Regions from separate parts of the Pan troglodytes genome. Here region 1 is linked to region 2. A link is a contact called in public Hi-C data. All regions are on one chromosome and are shown on one strand. Each heading gives the region's core, a stretch centred on a gene start, on an enhancer-like site or on the middle of the called end of the contact. The rest is flanking DNA. Distances are from core to core; before and after follow the strand shown. Region 1 holds the start of CDC16 (cell division cycle 16). Region 2 holds the start of GRK1 (G protein-coupled receptor kinase 1).

Evidence for each region. A called contact is a pair of places that touch in the nucleus more often than the background predicts.
Region 1: a Hi-C map of stem cell-derived neural progenitor cells shows a contact between it and region 2, with 4 times the contacts expected there. The contact joins the promoter of CDC16 here to the promoter of GRK1 in region 2. A contact is called at or near these places in 1 of 7 Hi-C or Micro-C datasets (stem cell-derived neural progenitor cells) and 1 of 1 datasets of contacts at active chromatin or transcription factors (stem cell-derived excitatory neurons).

What each region holds. Positions count from the first base shown.
Region 1 is chr14:119,856,165-119,860,382 of NHGRI_mPanTro3-v2.0_pri, reverse strand. CDC16 (cell division cycle 16) reads right to left here and starts at 2,718. Exons shown (of 19, transcript XM_009441183.5): 1 at 2,458-2,718; 2 at 900-954; 3 at 703-800. The coding sequence starts at 2,505.
Region 2 is chr14:119,308,600-119,312,294 of NHGRI_mPanTro3-v2.0_pri, reverse strand. GRK1 (G protein-coupled receptor kinase 1) reads right to left here and starts at 1,670. Exons shown (of 7, transcript XM_016925623.4): 1 at 640-1,670. The coding sequence starts at 1,338.

The sequences.
Region 1 (4,218 bases), core at 1,469-3,968, 550 kb before region 2:
TGTGATGACTCACATCTATAATCCCAGCACTTTGGGAGACCAAGGCAGGAGGACTGCTTGAGACCAGGAGTTCAAGACTAGCCTGGGCAACATAGTGAGGCCCTGTCTCTACCAAAAAAATTCAAAAATTAGCTGGGTGTGGTGGCATGCACCTGCAGTCCCAGCTATTAGGGAGGCTGAGGCAGAAGGATCATTTGAACTCAGGAGTCTGAGGTTATAGTGAGCCACGATCATCCCACTGCACTTGCTCCTGGGTGACACAGAGAGACCTCAAAAAAACAAAAACAAAGAAAAATTGCATCAATTTAAATAATTTCAACAGAAATGGAATATACACCTAAAACCCTAATGACTTTTTTTTTTTTTTTTTTTTTTTGAGACAGAGTCTTGCTCTGTTGTCCAGGCTGGAGTGCAATGCACGAACTCAGCTCACTGCAACCTCCACCTCCCAGGTTCAAGTAATTCTCTGCCTCAGCCTCCCGAGTAGCTGGGATTACAGGCGCCTGCCACCACGTCCGGCTAATTTTTGTATTTTTAGCGGAGATGGGGTTTCACCATCTTGGTCTTGAGCTCCTGACCTCATGATCCACCTGCCTTGGCTTTCCAAAGCGCTGGGATTACAGGTGTGAGCCACCGCGCCCGGCCACTAATGACATTTTTTTTAAAGCTCTGAAGAGCTTTAAAGTTCATACCATCACTTACTTTGTCCAGTTTTCGTGACCGAAGTGCATGGGCGGCTCTGTGATATTGTGCTGTCAGGTAAAGACATTGAGCCAACCAATAGATGTCTTGGGGTTCTTCTGGAGGGAAAAATTCACATAAGTGGTCAGAGGTACAAGGTGAAATAGAAAACGAATTTTAAGATTAATCAGAAAACCAGTTAGCATTTTGTCACTTACCACGAGAGAGTGAAGCTACTTTATCTGCCCAAAATAGAGCACTTTGATACTGTTGCTGCATACCAAAAAAAAAAAAAAAAGGTGGTAACTGCCCTGTTATTTTAATAGTCTTAAACAGTTATCTAATATTATTATAATTCTATGTAATATATTAATATAATTCTATGTAATAAATCTACATCTCAAGACAACAATTTGTTACATCTCTATCTTACATCTCACGTAGTTCAGTGTCGCAATACAAATATTCCTGTAATATCTTTGTATATGCAACTTATGAAGGTAATTTTTTAAAACTCATACACTGTAAAAATGTATCGTGAAACATACAAGTGAAATGCAAGTGAAACAGCAAAAGCTAGTCATTAACAATTCATGTGTGATTTATATAACACTTTCAACGAGCTGTTAATGAATCCCAAAGTGAAATTTAGAAGACAGAACACTATACTCAAATACCTTATATAACACAGTGGCAGTTTTAATAACACTCAAGTTTAAAAACACACACACATAAATTAACTAAGCTTCACTGAACATGGGGAAGAACTCACCTCCTCCAAGTCTAACAAAAATGAAGGAGCCGACAATGAGGGCCACCCACAGTGACCTACGGCTAGCTTTAGACCCTGTTCTGCTCCTCAGTCCTCAGTCTTCTACAGTCTCTGCCTCAGTTCCCCTGGAGACAAGCCAGGACCACTGCTGCTAGCCCGAGGCAGGAGGAATGCCAACGGGATAGTTATAAATATGCTCAATACCGGTGTCTCTGGCTGGAAACCGGGCCTGTCATATTCCTCACTACGTCTCCGTACCGAAGAAAAAGTGATCAGAAAACACTGAATTCAACTGACTCATGGTAAATAAAAACACAGCCCTCCAAATGGACCGCAAACATTTGGCCACGTCAGTTAGCACCCAATTCCGAAAACTCTGTATTACCATGGCTTTTCTTTCCCTTTCTTTCCAATTTCCTGAAAGAGCAAGCATTTCAACAAAAAATAAACAACAATATAGATTAAACTGATGCTGCTGATTCTCGAAGACACTTCTTGCCTTAAACGCTCTCTGCTATTCAAAGGTAGTGCAGAGAACACAGACATAGTTAACGAGAATTTTTAAAGTACTGATTTGAGACAACAGGCTTCTTCACATCTTTATTCACTTAAATTCAGCCCAATAAAAATTACAACTAAACCTCTCAAAAATGTTTTATTAGCTAGCCCTGCAACTTTCCTCCAAAAATTGTCCTTCAACTTGCACTGAGTAGTCAGTGTTTCCTGGGCACCTCCTCCGCGCCAGGTGCAGAACGAGGCTCAGACCCGACTGAGGCGCCCCGTGCGCTCGGGGGCCTCCACTCCCCGGGCTGTGCCCCTCCCAGCTGCAGGGACCGCTCCCTTCTGGGCGAGGCGGAGACAGCGCTGCTGGCCCCAGATGAAGGCCCAGGGCTGGCCCAGTCCTTCCCCACCAAGAGCCCCGACAACAGTCACCCCAGCCCCACGCCGCGCGGAAAAAGACCCGGCGAGGCCTGGGCCCCGCACCCCGAGTCGGGGCCGCCCACCTGGTCGAGGTACTGCCGGACGCGCTTCCGCAGCCGCTCTAGGTTCATGGCGGCGCGGGCCCGGCCTCACGCCGCACTCCGCCGCCAGGCGCGCGCCTCCTGCACGCTAAGCGCCCCGCCCCGTGCCCGTGCCCGTGCCTGCGCCCGCCGCCGCCGCCCCAGGACTCGAAGGCCGCGGACTCGAAGGCCGCAGGCCCCCACCCACACCCGCACCCCCCACCCAGTCACCGTGCACTGCCCAGGCTCTTCCGCTCCAGGCAGGCCCCGCCCCGGAAGTCCACAGCAAACGAGTCCCATGTGGCGCGGGAAAACGGACCCGAGTTGTTGGTTCCGATGCCTCTCCTGGCACGTGGGCTTCTGGTTGCCTTGGGGCGAGAGCGCGGCCTCCCTGGAATCGCTGCGGCGCCTCTGGGCATTGGCGAGAGAGTCAGGAGGGCTCGGGGCCGGACCACCCACCCGGGCAAAAAAGCAGGTGGCTGCTGAGCCTTCTTTCCCCAGAATGTAGTCAACATTTTAAAAATAAGAGCAACGCACTCTCATTACAAAAAAAAAAAAAAAATTGTGTGCACAAACAGCAAATGAAGTCAAAGACACCCTCGGGAAAAATTTGAAACCTATCACAAAATGCGAATTTCCTTATAATGTAGAGCCAATATTCCCTTTACATATATGTAATAAGTCAGTGGGAAGAGACCAATGGCTCAGGAGAAAGACAGGCAAAAAACAGTTCACGGGGAAAGAAATGCAAATAGACTTTAACATACGAAAGAAAGCCCAACTTAATTCATAATAAAAATTAAAATTAGAGTACCACTTTTCATATGTTAACAAAGATCACAAAGGTTGATGACACTGCTAGCAGGAATGTCGGGAAGCAGGCACCCTCAAGTTTTGTGAGTGGTATTGGTATACTCTCTAGGATGAACGAGTTGGAATATCTTCCAAATTTAAAGGTGTTCGTGCTGTTAAACCTAACGATTTTTATTTTGGGAAATATACCATGGATTTGCATTTTTGCATGTGTGCAAAATGACCTGTGGTTTCGTTTGTAACAGCAAAAGATTGCAGACAATTTAAACACCCATGAAGTATGGAACTGAGTAAATAGATCATGATACGCTCACGTAATGGAATACTCGCTGGCTGTTCAAAAGAACAGTCAGCTTTGCATGGACATTGAACGATCTTCAGGATATAGTATGTGGGAAAAAGCAAGTATAGGATCGTGTTTATCGTATGCCTGCATTTGAGTAAAATACGAATTTAATGATAGGTAGAAAAATCCCTAAACTGTCCCAGGAAGGAAAAATGAGAAAACCGGCAAGCGCAAGGCCTCTGGAAGGAGTGCTGGAAGATGAGAGATGGTAGAAGTGGGAGAGGTACTTCCTTGGATATCTTTTTGTGCTTTTGAATTTCAGTCAATGTGCATATATTACCTTTTGTGAAATTAAATCATTCAAACTTAAAATAATTTAAACTTAAAGCTGTTGGAACTTTGAATTACCTGAGCCTTGAGGGGAATGTGGCTACGTGGCCTAGGTCATGCCACACGCAGCTGTAACTTCTGCCTTTTTCCCTGTAAATAATAAAGACCAAATGGCACCGGAGATAAGACCCCCTCAGATCACTACCCCTCCTCATGGAGTTATAACGCAATCTTCCTTCAAATACAGAGATCCCTAACCAATGGAACCGCTGCGGCGCGTGCCCCTGGCCTCGTGTAAAAACTGTGGTGATCCTGCTGGAGCTTCTGTCTCCGCC
Region 2 (3,695 bases), core at 421-2,920:
GCCTCTCACCCTTAAGACCTGTAAGCAGCTTCTGCTGATCCTGCCCCAGATGCACAGTCTGACGCCAGTGGGCAGAGCGGATGAAACTTAGAGCGGCCTGCGTGCCCGTCGCTCACTCCCACCCCCGAGGACAGCGCACTCAGGGGAACAGTTCCTGCCCCCGGCGTCACGCCAGGCTCCGCCTCACAGAAACTGTCATCAGAGCGAGGCTGCCTCTGTCCTGCCTCAGTTCCTCCTGCATTCGCTGCGATCAGAGGAGCCAGGGCCCTGGAAAGTCTTCCACAGTCATGGCAAAGAATCCGGAGACCCTGCCCCTCTTCAGCCTCCCCTGAGAGGTCCTCTTTCCCCCACACTTGAGGCTAGTCTGTGGTTGGTGAAAAACCGACGAGTGAACGTGGCACGTCCCCACCCAAAAATGTGGAGGTCACTTTCCGAGGAGGGACTTCTGCACACGGACTGGAACTGCTCGTAACCGCACGGCCGCGGGGCGCCCACGTGGCGAGGCTGGCATGCATGCTCCCTTAGGCACCAACTGTTAAGGGCCCCGGAGCCGACAGTGACCTGGGGGCCCTCTGCACCCTGCCGCCCCATCCCTGCACGCTGCCACCCCATCCCTGCTGGCCGGGTCGCGCTGCTCACCTGGTAGCCCTTCCTCTTCTTCAGCCGCTTCTTGTTCAGCTTCTTGCAGGCATACAGCTTGCCGGTCGCCTTCATCTGGCAGGCCGACACCTCCCCAAAGCCCCCTTTCCCCAGGACCCTGAAGTCCAGGAACCAGTCCTCCCCCATGGGCTGGGCTTCCAGCCACTTCCACTGCAGGAACCTCAGGAAGTACAGGCTGCCCAGGTACTCCTGGAAGGGGGCTTGGCCCAGGTGTGCCAGGGTGGCCTGCAGCAGGGGCTGGAAGAGCCCGTCCTGGATCTCCACAGGCCCCTCCTTAAACTTCGCCACCGTCCCCTCATCCAGGAAGCTGCAGAAGAGTTTGGCCTGGGGGTCCAGGTACTGGGCCAGGATGGTCTGGGCCTTCTGTGGCTGGAGGTCATTGTCTGCCGTGTCATAGTCCTCGATGTCTTTCCAGAGCTCCAGGGCCGGCAGGTGCTTCCCTGCCGATTGCAGGAACTGCTGAAAGAGCTTCTTGCCGATGGGCTGCTCCAAGCACACACTCTCAAACTCCAGGCTGAGGCTGTCGCGGAGGGACTCACACTTGGACAGCGGGGGCAGCTTGAGCTTGGCCAGGTACTTCTTGTCCCGGGAGGGTTGGGAGCTGCTGCCGTCAAAGCTGCCTCGGGCGGCAATGAAGGCAGAGTTGGCCACCACGGTCTCCAAAGACCCGAAATCCATCCCGGAGCTTCCTGCCCGCTTCAGGCGTGAGGGCCCATCGGCTGAGGCCAAGCCGGCGGCACTCACAGACAGAGCAGGCCTGACCGCTGCCCTTGGCCTGTGGCCCGTCCCTGCCCTTGCTGGACGAGAGAGACGCCCTGGCCCTGTCGAGGGTTCCTGGGGACCACTGGGAAGCCCCTGGGAGCCCGAGGCTGACACAGCACCAGGCTAAATCCCAGTCGGGGTCACGGAGGACGCTTAGGAGTGGCAAGAAGGTGCTAGAAAAAGACAATCCCCTGAGCTGCTTGGAATCCGATTAGATCATTCTGCCCGGCCCCTTCCTCTAAGGGGCCGCCTCACTTTTCCCCTGAGAAGGACAAACAACCACCAGGCTTCTGGGGCCCCTGGCTGGAGAGGCACTCAAAGCTCTGTTCTGAGCTGCTCCATCCAGCCCCTGGCTTCAGCAGCCAGGCTCAAGCCTGCTGTTTCCTTGGGATGTGGGCCTGACGGAGAGGATGGTGCCAGAAGAAACCGTAATTTACAAAGGCTGTTTTTCCCTATTTTTATTTTTAAGAAAATAGCAAATGAGAAGAAAACCACCTGATAATAGGAATTTAGAGAGGAAAAAAAGCCCACAGTGACCAGCTTCGTGGGGGTCTGTAGGTGAGACCACCAGCGCTTACTGAGGGGTCAGTTCCCAGTCATTTGTCTTCTTCTCACCTGGGGTTTGCAGGCAAGGCAGGATTATCAAGAGGCAGTTGCTGGTGACACCAGGACCAGGGAGCAGAAGATCCCCGGAGCTACATCAAACCAAGGCCCCACTCAGAGGGACCCATATGGAATACAGCTGGGGCACACCTGGGACACACCTGGAATCCACCTGAGAAACACCTGGGGTACACCTGGGGCACATCTGGGACACACCTGGGACACACCTGGGGGACACCTGGGACACACCTGGGGACACCTGGGACACACCTGGGGGACACCTGGGACACACGTGGGATAGCTGGGACAGCTGGGGAACACCTGCAACACACCTGGGGCACACCTGAGACCTGGGACAGCTGGGACAGCTGGGGAACACCTGGAACACACCTGGGGCACACCTGAGACACACTTGGGACAGCTGGGACACACCTGGGGTACATCTTGGACACACCTGGGACAGCGGGGGCACACCTGGGGCACACCTGAGACACTTGAAATGCAGCTGGGGGACACTTGGGACCCACCTGAGACACACCGGGGGCACAGCTGGGGCACAGCTGAGACACACCTGAGATACAGCTGGTGCACATGTAGGACACCTGGAAGACCTGAGGCACACCTGGGATATGCCTGGGGCACACCTGAGACACCTGAGACAGCTGGGGCACACCTAGGACACACCTGGGCTGCACCTGGGGCACACCTGGGACACACCTGGGATGCACTGGGGGGCACACCTGAGACACCTGAAATGCAGCTGGGGCACTTGAGACCCACCTGAGACACACCTGGGGCACATCTTGGACACACCTGGGACAGCTTGGGCACACCTGAGACACCTGAAATGCAGTTGGGGAACACTTGGGACCCATCTGAGACACACCTGGGGCACACCTGGGATACAGCTGGTGCACACGTAGGACACACCTGGGACAGCTGGGGCACATCTGAGACAGCTGAGGCACACCTAGGACACACACCTGGGGCACAGCTGGGACACACTGGAGACAGCTGAGGCACACCTAGGACACACACCTGGGGCACACCTAAGACAGCTGAGGCACACCTGGGATACAACTGGGGCACACCTGAGACACACCTGGGACAGCTGGTGCACACTTGGAGCACACATGGAATGCAACTGGGGCACACCTGCAATGCAGCTGTGACACACCTGAGACAGCTGGGGCACACCTGGGACAGCTGGGGCACACCTCGGACACACGTGCAACACACCTGGGACACACCTGGGGATGGTCACACCAATAGGATTGTCAGCTTCATGAGGGCATGGCCCTGCCTGTCTTATTCCAGCACACAGTAGGTACTCAATAAAGGTTTGGAGAAGAATGAGGAGGAATTCAGCAGGGGATTGGTTCCAGCTCACACAGGGAGGAAGCAAAGGGTCACAGAAAGGAAGAATGCCGGAGCATAGAGAGGTGGAGACTGTCAGCCCACCCCATTCCACGCGGGAGAAGAGGCAACTGTGGGAGGGCACTGGGGGCTGCACCTGGCAGGGTCCTGTGTAGCAACCAAGGAGGCTGAAGCGAGGGTCTGCAGACTGAGCCGACATCCCCACGGTCTCCTGAGGGCTTTGGCAGGTGGATCACGAGTAAATATTTGAGGTGAGTGATATCCCATCGTTCGCCAGGAGCCCTGCACGGGCC